Linked DNA regions of Mus musculus: region 2 is linked to region 1. Evidence: chromatin contacts called from public Hi-C data. All regions are on one chromosome and are shown on one strand. Each heading gives the region's core, a stretch centred on a gene start, on an enhancer-like site or on the middle of the called end of the contact. The rest is flanking DNA. Distances are from core to core; before and after follow the strand shown. Region 1 holds the start of Ppp2r1b (protein phosphatase 2, regulatory subunit A, beta). Region 2 overlaps Sik2 (salt inducible kinase 2).

The links. Hi-C and Micro-C count contacts between places; a contact is called where the count stands out from the background.
Region 2: a contact with region 1 is called in a Hi-C map of CD8 T cells, with 2.1 times the contacts expected there. The contact joins the enhancer-like site here to the promoter of Ppp2r1b in region 1. A contact is called at or near these places in 2 of 39 promoter capture datasets (the HPC-7 cell line and liver), 1 of 15 datasets of contacts at CTCF or cohesin (pro-B cells), 25 of 484 Hi-C or Micro-C datasets (the 3T3-L1 cell line, CD4 T cells, CD8 T cells and 19 more), 6 of 115 datasets of contacts at active chromatin or transcription factors (the 230-238 cell line, bone marrow-derived macrophages, embryonic stem cells and 1 more) and 4 of 9 other capture datasets (adipose tissue, embryonic stem cells, liver and 1 more).

Annotation. Positions count from the first base shown.
Region 1 is chr9:50,854,332-50,861,044 of GRCm38.p6, reverse strand. It overlaps Ppp2r1b (protein phosphatase 2, regulatory subunit A, beta), which reads right to left and starts at 4,121. Exons shown (of 15, transcript NM_028614.3): 1 at 3,947-4,121; 2 at 3,119-3,209; 3 at 2,094-2,194. The coding sequence starts at 4,060.
Region 2 is chr9:50,901,415-50,908,127 of GRCm38.p6, reverse strand. Sik2 (salt inducible kinase 2) reads left to right here. Exons shown (of 16, transcript NM_178710.3): 9 at 557-721. Among named protein-coding and RNA genes, the nearest start is that of Gm25558, 17 kb to the right of the region's middle. Within about 2 kb of position 2,622, at least 59 of the 459 cell types and tissues checked have an H3K27ac peak or open chromatin away from gene starts, as enhancers often do. A contact at or near this core is called in the 230-238 cell line, CD8 T cells, the G1E-ER4 cell line and 7 more, where this site is marked.

The DNA.
Region 1 (6,713 bases), core at 2,872-5,371:
GCTGACTACAACACCATTTTTTCCCCAAATATATTCAGAATCTTTCCATGAGCCAAAGAACAGTCAAAAACAAATGCAGAGATGGGGGTGAGCTTGCAGATCCAGAGACATAAAAGACAAAGAGGTTCAAGGTCGAGCTCGTCAGTAAGCCGATGTGACGCAGCCTGGTGGACAGCAGAAACAGGCTGCTTCTCTGAACCTCTAGCTGCCCTTCTAAACATTTGTATTTGGTCCCAGGTGACTCAGCATAAGCTAAAGCTGTGAGATCAGAACAGAACTCCACGGCAGGCTAACCAGGAAAGAGGATCAGGACTCCAAGAGAAGAAATGTGCCGCTCAATACCATTCAAAAAAATAGAGAGCTTTGTAGCTTTCCTAGAGGGTGGGTCAAAGGTCCACTGAAAAGACATGGCTTCTTACTAGGCAGTCTTTCATGATCTGTCCCCTGCCTACTGCAACATATTCTAGCACTACCACGGAGATGGCCAAACTCCGGCAAATGCCTTATGAGTTGTCCCTTCATTTGAATTCTGCCTATTCCCAGTGCCCTTCTCTGAGCCCTGGTGAGTGCGTCACCAGCCCTAGCTTTTCACTCACGCAGCTCTGAACCCAACAAGCTTCACAGCTGCAAGCCATCGATGAATACTGCTGTGCAGTAACGCCAAGGATCCAGAAGGAATGAACACACAGGATGCTCTAAGGGAGCCTACATTCTAATGGGGGAGATGTCAAATTACAACAGGGTGACGGGCAAGGGGTGGTTGTGACAGGCAAGGCCTCTCAAGATACAAAATGGAGTTGTCCGACTTACACGGACTCCACTATAGAAAACTCTAAATAGCATCTCTCTGAAGATAACATCTACAGCCAACGTCTGGGCAACAATGACCTGGGCTTATAAGGAAAGACCAATGTGCATGGAATGAAGTTACCAAGAGGAACATGCGTATATATAATGAGTTTTTCACTGCTGTGAATCCAAATAGCTACCAGAAGAAACAACATGAGCCTCAGCACAACAACATGGCAGTAATAAAGTGTGGCAGAAGAGTTTTTCTGACTCACTGCAAGGAAGCAAACGAGTCCAAGGACAGAAGCCCCACAACAATGCTACTAGCCAGGCACAAGTGCCCATGAATGCACAAATGAAGACTGAACTGGGATGGATGCAGTCGACAAGACTAATAGCTTAGGCGTGAAGGGGGAGAGGATTTAAGGAGGCCTTCCTCTGCTGGGCTGTAGCTCGGTGAAGGAACACTCACCTAGCATGCAAAGGCCCAGGCTTCAACTTCTCTGACGTAATTTGACATCAAAGCTATCTTCTAGGCTGGCCTTGTATAGCTAGGTAGCTAGTGATATGACTCAAAAAGAGGCACGTTTTGAGGGAAAAATGACAACCCGTATCTAAATCTGTTGTGATTTCTACAAGTGTCCACTTACCTCTTCTCCATCTATGTCTGGAGTTCTACAGAACCATCAAGGTAGAGCTAGGAACCATGGGAGCCAGCATTGAATACACAGTGCTTAAACCCCTAAACAGACAGCCCTGCCTTGTCAGCTGGTCAGCTTCTAGTCATCCTTTAAGGTCTAGTTCATCTGCATAGTGATGCATACCTTTAATCTCAGCACTCTGGAGGCAGAGGCAGGAGGATCTCTATGAGTTCAAAGCTAGCCTGTTCTATATAGAACCAAGGCTACAAAACAAGACCTTGCCTCAAAAAATACAAACAATGCCAGGGCCAAGAAGCAGGAGTGGGGAGGAAGGGAGCAGGGGAGCAGGGTGGTTATAGGGAACTTTCGGGATAGCATTAGAAATGTATATAAAGAAAATATCTAATAAAAAAAATTACAAACAAAAGAAAAAGGGGAACCAAATCAAGTTCTTTCCCTCCGCATCTCTGAAATAATAAGTCTATAGAGGCAGAAACAAGCTTACATTCGGCTGGTAAGATCTAAGTCTTGTTAGTATTATTATTGTCATCTGCCCATAAGAAGTCTGCATAAAATGCTGCAATGTGCCTATCACCAGTTAATAAAGGCACTGTTGATCCTACAAAGTTCTAGAAGGAGCATAGACGATAGAAAAGTACTCACCAGCAGACAGTGGGCAAAGTCAGGACCGCCCACCAAACCAGTGAAATTTCCCAGCTGCTCGGCGAGAGCTAACAGCACCTCATCTTCATCATAAATAGTATCTGAAAACAACAACAGCTGGTTACCACAGGGGCAAGGGCCACTGCGCTGGCTCTCACAGAGCGGTTGCAACTAGAATCCTAAAAGCATTTTCATCCCTCTCTAAATCACAAGTCTTTTTTTGTCAGTTTTTTTATTAGATATTTTCTTTATATACATTTCAAATTTCAAATGCTATCCCGAAAGTTCCCTATACCCCCCACCCCCGCCCTGCTCCCCTACCCACCCACTCCCACTTCTTGGCCCTGGCGTTCCCCTGTACTGGGGCATATAAAGTTTGCAAGATCAAGGGGCCTCTCTTCCCAGTGATGGCCGACTAGGCCATCTTCTGCTACATATGCAGCTAGAGACACGAGCTCCGGGGGTACTGGTTAGTTCATATTGTTGTTCCACCTATAGGGCTGCAGACCCCTTCAGCTCCTTGGGTGCTTTCTCTAGCTCCTATATTGGAGCTATATTGGAGCTGTGTTCCATCTTATAGATGACTACCACAAGTCTTCCTGAATGTTTCACACAATTATTAAGAAACTCACATCCTGGAGCTGGAGAGATGGCTCAGTGGTTAAGGGCACTGGCTGCTCTTCCAGAGAAGCAGCGTTCAATGCCCAGCACCCACATGGCAACTTAACAACTGCCTATAACTCCAGTTCCAGGGGATCTGTCACTTTCACATGCAGGCAAAACACCAATGCATATAAAATAAATCATTTACAAAGAAATCCATATTTCACATCAATCACCTTCCCACTAGCTACACGGTTTATGTTTGAGTATGTCTGACTATATGTAGCATTTCTATACACCTTGCAGAAGGCAAGGCTCAGTCTAGTACTTATCGCTACTCTAGGTAACAAACTAAGAAAATTAAATAAAAATAGTTTAAAAGCCAATAGAAATGGAGCGTGTATCTTTCAAGGGACACAAACCTGTAAGGAAAGGCAGCAGTTCCGTTCGAGTCCTTTCTACCCCGAGTGCTAGAGCTATAGTTGATAACTTCTTAATACTGTTGAGACGGAGCTTTAAAAACAAAGTGGGAGGGAGAACAAAGCAAAGAGATGATTGCAATTCTGGTCAAAGAAGCAAATAGGTGAGATACTGGGACACAGTATAATGATGAATGAGCCTTTCACTTAGATCTTAATCCTAGGAAAACTCAAGGACCGTTTAACACGTCATTAGCCAGAAGCTATCTTAGGGAGAACACTGAAGGGCCGGGGAAGAAACGAATGAATGAAAACACGCGGACAATGAGAGGGTCTGAAAAGAGAGAACTCTGGATGGAGAGAAGTGGGTGAAAGAAACGGTTAAGCACAACTCCTCCCTTTTCAGGGAAAAGTTCTATCACAACTGATGCACCACTCATCTGGGTTAATCAGCCGCCGCGCTCTTTCCACCCAACCAGCCCAGCTAGTTTGCCCGGGGACGGACACTCCGCATCACTTCAAAGGGAACGGGGGCCGGGGGCCGCTCCTCCGCTCCCGGCGGCCCCGCAGCCCGCCTGCGCTGGTCCACCCGAGGTGCGAACCGGTTCCCCGCCCACTGCCGGGAGCAGATGGACGCCACCACCCCAGAGGGTCGGAGGAGGGCAGCGGAGCTGAGACGGACCACCGCGCACCCGCCGCCCCACGCCTCCGTCCCGGGGCTGAATACGACTCTGCCACCCCGGGGGTCGCCCCCAGGGCTGAGCCGGCCTTTCCGCTTCCCTACCATGTGCGCTTCCGCCCTCGCCTCGGCTCCCCAGCCCAGCCTAGTACCTGCACGTCCTCATTGCGGAGCTCGTCGATTAAAACCGCGATCGGGTAGAGCGAATCGTCTCCATCTCCACCCGCTGCCCCCGGACCGGACCCTGGCCCTGCTGCGCCCGCCATGTTCTTCCTCCTCTGGCTGGTCGCCGCCGAAGGCCCCGTGCCCAGACCACGCCCCGCGCTCAGGCCACGCCCCGCGCTCAGGCCACGCCCCACACACAAACAGGCGGGGCTAAATCCAATCAGCCGGCTCCGAGGAACTGATGGAATCAAGTTTTTTCCCTGCGCGTGGAGGCTCCGGCCTGACCCCCATTGCTGGAACTGGAGGTCTGAACTCCAGAAGAAGGGCGGGCCGAAAAAACCAATGGAACCCCTGCATCCTTTCCCCAGCCGAAAGAAACAAGGGCAGGGATTCATCGTCTCCTTGCTGTGCTCTGAAGGAGACGGGCCTTAATGATGGATGCCGAGCCTCAAGTAGAACTCAGAGACAGGCCAGGAGGAAGAAGCTTTAACACCTCCCCCTCCACCCCAACCTCCACCCCCACCCCCAGGCTTCATGCTGGCCCTGAGCCACTGGGTCTTGGTCTTAATTTCCCCTTGGGCGACAAGCCTCTACACGCGCGCGCGCGCGCACACACACACACACACACACACACACACACACACACACACCTTCCTCTGGCCTGTTTGCCAAAATCGTGGCTGGCTCCTGCTCCTTAAGACAAATAATGAGGGCGGTGAGAGAAAATGAACAGTGCTGTCCAAACTCCCCAGTCAATATTTTTTCCACGCAAGCTGTTCAAAACATGCTGCTCTCTTGTTTTTGTGTTTCTTTTCAGTGTGGTACTGGAATGGCGCCTTCTGTTGTATTGTCTTCTCTTTTTTTTTCCTTCTTTACCAAGAAGCACAACAACCTAACATAACTGGGCCCAGTTTTACTCACCCCAGTTCGGTGCGGGTGTAAACTGGCCTCCCTAGACCTCCAGGAGTCCCCCTAAAGGACTCCAGGAGGAGGTGGGCCTGGGCCTTTTTACACAGAACTTAATGGAAAATGTTCCACTTGCCCTATGGAATGGCACAAAGTAACTATCTCTCCTTTCGACTTAGATATAAGCAACTTAGATTGGTAGCTCTGTCACAAGTTCTCAGATGACACTATTTTGTGCCTTAAGGAAATTGTCATTAATAAATGCAACTTAGGAGGTAAGTTTTTTTTTTTTTCTTTTTAAAGCATGGGATGCCTACTAGGAGATAGCCTTTCATAGTCAAAGCTTGAGAACCAACAGACTTCAGTTTGCGGTTTTTGTTTTTTCAACTTCTGTCCACGAATGAATGCTTGAAGACTCTCGTTTTATTTTGATAATTTTTAGATTCACTTACTTAAGGCATGGTCTGGACTGCTGGGGTGGCTATCTTTTTTAATTACAAAAACTGTGTATATGTGTGGTATGTACACACATGAGCCACTGAACAAGTGTAGTCAGAGGACAGCTTGCGGAGTGGGTTATCTACTTCTACCAAGTGGGTTCCAGTAACTGAACTCTGGTTGTCAGGTTTGGTGACACATGCCTTTATCCACTGAGCCATCTAGCTGGCCCCCAGGGACTACCTGAATCAGCCCTGCACAGGATTTCAGCACCCGTATTTGCGTGAGTTTCAGCACAGCTTTCATTGTTCTGGGCTCCTAAGAAATGAACAGAGGTGGAAGCTAAATGAAAAATATGTTTTTATGCACAAAATGGAAGACAGAGGGTACCATGCAATTACAGTCTCAATGGCTCTAAACAAGGTAAAAAAAAAAAAAAAAAAAAAAAGGGGGAGAAACTGGAGGCATGAGCAGAGCAAAGCCTAGAGAAGCTGAGCTTGGGCCAGCAAGCCCAGACTCCCAAAGCGTGGCTTGGCTTTAGTGTCAGACACATTTGTCATACTAAATTACAAAAATATCAACATTATTGATTTTAATAATATTGGCCTTGTGGCTTCATGTATATTTAACTTGTAAATCTGGTTTTGTAGCTGTATAAAGACTAGTTTTAAGAGAACATAATGTTGGTTTATATTTGAAAATTTAAGTAACATTTAATAATTTGACTGAGTTCTCGGGATTTTTTTTTTTTTTTGTCTTTAAAAATGGATCCAGCCATGTTTAAGGGTTCATGCCTTTAACCCCAGCACGAGGAAGACAGAGAGGCAGGTGGGGGCTTTGTGAACTTGAAACCCGCCTGCTCTACATAGTGAGCTCCAGGTCACCCAAGGCTACAGACCTTGGAGTAAGACCCTGTCCCCCAACTCCCCAAAAAAGTACACCCAGGTGCATGCTCACAGTCTCAGTGCTTAGGAGACAGTGGCAAGAGAGCACAGACAGCTCTAGGCTGGCCAGGGTTCACAGAGAGACCCTGATGGGTCCAGCCAGGCACGGGATGCTCCAGCCTGTGATCCTGTCTGTACATGTCCAGCATGCTGCAGACACTACTCCGTCCCCCTCTAGGCCCTTATCTAAAATGTGTTCCAAAGTGATAGAAGCAAGCAAGCACAGAGAGGAGAGGACTAGTCAGTCCCACACTGTGACAGGCTCATAAACTTGACACACCGGCACTAAGGTAGTCTGCTTCAGAGTCAGCTGTAACCTGCTCGCCCAAGCACGATGAGCGGAGGCCTAGGGAATGACTATGATCAAACGTGAAATCACAAACCGTGGAAACAAGGGCCTAGAAATTGCCTGGTTTGAGAGTCACAGAGGCCAGACTTCAATTCCCAGCTGTCTCTGATTCATTGT
Region 2 (6,713 bases), core at 1,373-3,872, 49 kb before region 1:
TGCAGCAATAAGCATTTCTCCTGTCGCTCTAGCAGGCTGTATGTATTCAGACTGCATCTTCTCAAAAGAAAGGGACCTTCCTATCACCTTGAGTAGCCACTTCTGTCGTCTTCCTCTGTTCGTGGGGAGGGGAGGTAGGAAAATAGAATTACTTCCTATACTTATTGTACTAGCTCTGGGGATTGTGTTCATCTGTACCTCCTTGTTGAGCTCCTATGAGCCTTTTTTTTTCTTTAATCTTTCCAGGTAGAATAGTTTTAAAAATAAGAAAAAAATAGTTTATTGACTTGAGACAAAGACCACTCTTTGATTCTTTATAAGGCCATCTTGTTGCTTGTGTGAAAGACTATCATTATGAGACAGGAACCAAACTCTGTATAATTTATTTGAGAATATCTGACTAGTGAGACTTTAAATTCAGTGTTCACCACATATGTGTGCACACACACACATACACACGCAATCAAATCTTTTCTGGAGTTCCAGCAAATAACTCTTGTTCCAAGAGCAGTGAGTATATTTGTTCCCACACTGTCTGTTCTTGCCATATTTTCAGGCACAAACTGTGGGGCTGCCAGTGACCTTGCATCCACCGAACGTGAGACTGATGCGATCTACCCTCCTCCCACAGGCATCCAATGTGGAGGCCTTTTCATTTCCAACATCCAGCTGTCAAGCAGAAGCTGCCTTTATGGAGGAAGAGTGTGTCGACACTCCAAAGGTAAGGTGCTGTGCTTTCGTGGTGTGCTTGTGATGCAGTGGAGAGTGGGTGGAGACCTCGGTTTCATACATAGTGTGGTAGTATGGTTTTGTTGAATGTTGTTTTGGTGAAGAATTGTATCAAAATGTTCAGAGATCGGGTCTCATTGTTTAAGTAACAGCTCCAGGCCACATAAGCCCTCTGTTTCTTCCTTCCCTAAGCAGTTCCTCTTCTTTCCCAAGTTTTAAAGTTTCTTCATAACTGTTTGGGTGTATGACTAAGTCAGGAGGTAGGTTGGCTGACTCTTCACAAGTTATGATTTTAAAAACAAAATGTTACCTATTGTGCTGAGTTACACTTTGTTATTGTTGTGTTCTTTCTGCACAGCAAACCTTAAATACAAAGTATAAGATCTCTTTTTGACTGAGTGAGCATCCTTTTTGATCCAGCCTGGGCGTGCTTAATGGGTTTAGTTTGTATTCAGTGTATTGCATAAAGTGGACTGCCAGGAAATGAAAGATGACCACTTCTTTCATGCAATGGATTCTTTTTGACTTGTAAGTGGTATATACTCAGTACCAAGTGCTATAGAGATGATCATATTAATAGGAAACAGTATCCTAAAAGAATGTAGAGTGTGTTCAGGCTGCTTCACTAAGCTGTGTGAATTTGGGCAAGGTGAATTTCATTTTGCTCTGTATAAAACTATGTTCTATATATGTATTTTAGGAAGCCATTGTTACGAGTAAGATAATCTGTGTGGTTTAGGGTAGATTTTAAATAGTCAACAAATACTGTTTTCCCATATTTTACCCTCTTTAGATAACAAAAAACATGAATCAGACATGAGCTTGCCTAATACTCTACTAGACTGTAGTCTAACACAAATTGTATGAAACTAACACAGCAGGCCAACTACTGAATAAACTGATGAAATGTCAGTCAAATGAACCTAGAAAGAAGTAGGGGAATTGATTTTGTACTTGATCAGGAAAATTTGGGGGTAACTCTCACAACTAGAGTTGCAAAGTAGAGTAGAATCTGTGTGGCTGGAAATTAGGGCGGGGTTTCATCAGGAAAGGGAGGGTACTGTAGGTAATCAGGCCCATCTATGTCAAAGCAGTTGTTCTTCTGAGGGAAAGGGCATGGGAAGGAAAACTGTACAAGTAAAAACGTGTATGTTTGCTTTGAAGGGCAAGCAAGGAGGTCAGTTCTTTAGGCAGTGTTCCGGGTGTGGAACTGGTGACTTATTGGGACAGCTGATAGAATAGTCAGGCACCAGCTGAAGACCTGAGTAAGGAGACACTGCATGCATGCTGGTCTTGGAGACTGCCTGAGCGGTTCTCCAGCAGACAGGCAAGGGAGCAAGGACAGTGGGAGCTCAGTAAGCATGGGTCCAGGAGGGAGATGATGCAGGGCCTGAAATATGGGGATGGACATGAAATAGGAGAGGAGGGGACGCTAACATTGGGGTTGAGAGTGTAGAACTCCAAGCTTAGAAACGGGATGGCAAATGCCATTCAGTTAAGACCTCTGGATGTCAAGCAGATTCATGAGTTGCATGGACTTTGTGGAGCACAGTGGTGGTGGCAGCTCCATACCAGACTGTCACAACAGGTGGTAAGCCAACTTGCTATACAAGAATAGTTACTGTCCAGCCCTAAAGATGAGGCTACTTCCTGTGGACAGTCTGCTTTTTGTGCCTGTGTTTGCCTAGCATTACACATTAGTGTAATTCATGCTCAGCATTTAGACATAAAATAGGGCAGCATAATTCATTTTTACGATCTAATTCTCTTGAAGAAATTAAAATGCAGTGTGTTGAAGTCTTGCCTGTAAAGGCACCAGGCCCAAAACACAGATTGAACACTGTCTGCTATAATATATAGGGCAAGCTATTTTTAAAGCTTGTGATTGTTGTAGTTACTAGGAAACAGACAGGAAATGGTTTGCAGAAGATACAGACGTTGCTACATGGTATATTCACATTTGTAGGCATGAGAGTCAAACTGGAACTGGCCCCAGCACTGGCAGTGCTACCCTGAAACTCAGAGCAGGCCGTAAACATCTCCAGGACTGATGTGCATCATTTTGTTAGCTCCTTCCAACTACCTTTCTTTGAGACCCATAAGTAAATGCATACACCAAAGAATCTTTCAGTTCCTTTGTTCACATGACTTCATATACATTCACTATAGCCCACTTATTTTCTGAAAGATTATCATAGCTATATATATTAATAATTCCATTTCTACTTGTGATCAAAAATTAGTATTGAACATTTAAAAACAGATCACTTCTCATTCCCTTAATTGTTAGTAAAATCACTGAAGGAGTCTAACTTGAAACTTTGACTTGGGTTTTATGGGCCGGAGGGGAAGGCATTTTTCTGAGCATTAATTGAGACCCTCAGGACATAGAGCCCATGGTAGGAGGACAGTTGCACAACCTGTGTAGAGTAGATTTCCCATGTACACATGTCAGTCCATTTGTAATACTACTAAAGACTATACTAAAAGGATTTCCAGGTTCACACCTGGACTAGCTGGTTGAGAATGCAAGTGTAGCCCTACACATTTGTAGCAAATGTGCAGCTTGGTCTTCGGGTGGGTTCCCTAACAAGTGGAGCAGGGGCTGGCTGACCCAGAGTCTGTTCCCTGCCAGTGGATCCCCTTCCCCTACCTGGACTGCCTAGCGGGGCCTTAGCAGGGGAGGGTTTGATTAGTCCTGCTGGGACTAGATGTCACAGGATGGGTTGGTATCCGAGGGGAGGGCGGCTCCTCCTCCTCTGAGGAGAAATGGAGAGGTAATGGAGGGAGCAATTTGTGAGTGCTGGACTGGAAGGAGAGGAGGCAGGGGGTGAGCTGTGATCTGGATGTAAAGTGAATAAAAAATAAAATATTGGGGGGGGGAGAAAATGCAAGTGTAGCAGAGGCATTCCGTGTGTGATTGCACCTTGATAACTCCGCATTGTGAAAGTGATAAACATGAGAGAAGGCTGGAAAGCAAACCAGACTCTTGAGTGGTGCTAAGCTCTAGGGGGTTTGGGGAGAAATTTCACTTTCACTTTCACTTCTGGATTTAAAATTTTAAATTATAATTTGAAGTAAAAACATAAAAATAAAACCAATCATGAAAATCAAGTTTGACAATGTGAAGAGAACAAAGATAAAATTAATTTAACTGTAAGTCACTACTCAAAGACTATTTGATGTCATACTATAAATTAGTAGGTAAGGTATAGATAGGATGGTTCAGTGGGTGAAAAGATTATTGAAATTATTTCCTATTATGTGTAGTTTTGTATCTTCTGTATCTAACAGTGAGTCATGAGAATGTTTCCCATGTCCTGAAGTAGTCTTTACAAGCATAAGTTTTAACAATTATGTAAGTCACTGCTTTGTATATCTCTTTATTTAACCACTCCCCTCTTGTTGTACACAGTTATTTCTCTTTTCTTGCATCCATAGTCTATGGTGAATAATTTTACTTCTGAGCTTTTCTGTCCTGTTATTTAAGGATGGGGTTCTAAGCTGAGTGTGAGGGGCACCTAGGGCTGGCACTGAGTGGAGTGAGGCAGGAGAACACAGGTACAGAGGCGCTCTGGGTGCATAGTAGGGCACCATCTTTACAAAGATGTTTCTAGCTTTGCAGTCATCTCTTTCCTTCTTCACCTGTTTAATTTGCCTCAGGTAGGAAAAAGTGTAGTAGTTTTATTCTTATGCTTTTTTTTTTTTTTTTTTTTTTTTGGTTTTTTCGAGACAGGGTTTCTGTGTAGCCCTGGCTGTCCTCGAACTCACTCTGTAGACCAGGCCTGCCTCTGCCTCCCAAGTGCTGGGATTAAAGGCGTGCACCACCATGCCCGGCTCATTCTTATGCTTTTTTATTGAAAAGCACTCTGCTTTGTTTAAAAAATAAATAAATAACAACAAAGTGTATTGAATTGTAAAATTTTTTAAAGTATTTTTCTGAATTATATTAGTTGACTTTTACCACTATTTTACAAATGGTGGTCTGGGGCTTGTGGGGAGGAGCTTGGGTAGAGCCTAAACAAGTAATTTGTCAGTCTGAGGTTTTACTCCAGTGCCTGCTCAGTATGTCCCGCATTTGCCAGGGACAGGGACGACAGCTAAAGTCCATCACTCTTCCAAACTCAGCAGCGTTTAGTATGCTTGGTGTATTGTATGAACTTGTGTAATACCATAAGATACCCACAAAATACCATAGCCTGTGTAGCTTAAACAACAGAAATTCTGTCTCCCATAGTTCTAGAGGCCAGAGGGCAAGATAGAGTTAGTTCTAGCTGGTTTGTAAGAAATTATGACGTCTTCCTGTTTTTAGACAGCCTCCTTCTCACTCTGTCTTTAGACATCACACAGCCTTTCCTGTGTAGCCATGGGGCAACTGGGAATAAGCTCTTCAAGGTCTCTCCTTTTGACGTCAGACACTTAGCCCTCCTGCCTTGGCCTCTGGGTGCTAAGATTATAAGTATGCACCACCACAACTGATTTAGTGTGTCTTTTCTTATTTTGTTTTTTAAAGATGTAGCTTATTTTTAATTATGGATATGTGTATTTATTTGTCTCTGTGAGCATGTACACATGAACATCGTGCCCATAGAAGCCAGGATGTCAGTTTCCCTGGAGGTGGAGTACCAGGCACTTGTGAGCTTCTTAACATCATCAGTGCAGGGAGCCAAACTTGATCCTCTGCAAGAGCAGCGGCATGCATCTTAACTGCTGCTCTGTCCCTCCAGCAACCCCCACTCCCACCCCATATATCTTTTCTTATAAAGATACTGATCTTATTAGGTCAGGGCTTCACTCATTAACAGGCTCCGTCTCCAAATTCAACCACCTTGGAATTATGAATTCAGAGACAGGAGCGGGAGCTTCCTCAGTCAGTGCTGAAGCCTCCGAGGTGCTGTGCGTATAGCACTACTGCATACGAGGTGCTGTGCGTATAGCACTACTGCATATGAGGTCTCTCAAAACAAAATGGCATTAATTATACATTTTGGCCACATCTTAAAATCCCGCCATTTAATCTGTCTAGATTATTTCTGGAGCATAATTTCTTATTTCTAGCAGCTTATGTCATTTATGTAGATTAACTCAAGATTTTAGTCATACGTCCTTGTAAACTATCTTAGTAGATGATTAGGGAGCTTCAAAGTATGAGTTCCCAGTCATTCTGCCTTGCAAGAAGACAGTGAAACAGATGAAAAGGGAAAACATACCTGGATTCTTTTACATCGAGTCCCTTGGTCACTTAGCATGTCCTTGTTAGTTTGTTGTCAGTTTTCACAAGTCAAGACATCTGGGAAAAGGGAACCCCAGTTGAGAAAATGCCAGTACCAGATTGGCTTGTGAGCAGGCCTGTGGAACATTTTCTTATTAATGATTGACGGAGTCAAGTCTAGCTCACTGGAGGCAGTCCTACCCCTGGGCAGGTGGTCCTGGGTGATATACATACATATACATACATACATACATACATACATACATACATACACACACACACACACACACACACACACTGGGCAGGTGGTCCTGGGTGATATACATACATATACATACATACATACATACATACATACATACATACATACACACACACACACACACACACACACACACACACATACACATACACATATATATATGTATGTATGTAAAAGGCAGGCTAAGGAAGTCATGGGGAACAAACTAATAAGCAGCATTCCTCTGTGTCTTGTGCTTCGGGTCCTGCCTTCAGGGTCCTGCTTTGTCTCCCCTCAGTGGACTCTGCCCTGGGATATAGAAGCCAAATAAACTCTTTGCTCCCCAAGCTACTTTGGTCATGTTCTATCACAGCTTGATGGTCAGCTGCTTCAGGAAACCTGAACTTGTGGTCAAAAGTGCTCACATATGGTGACACTGAGCCACAACACGGGGCTTTCTTACTCATTGTCCAGCCTCCAAGTGTTGTTTTCTAACTGTTCCTAGATGAAAAGTCAGATCAGTGAAAAAAA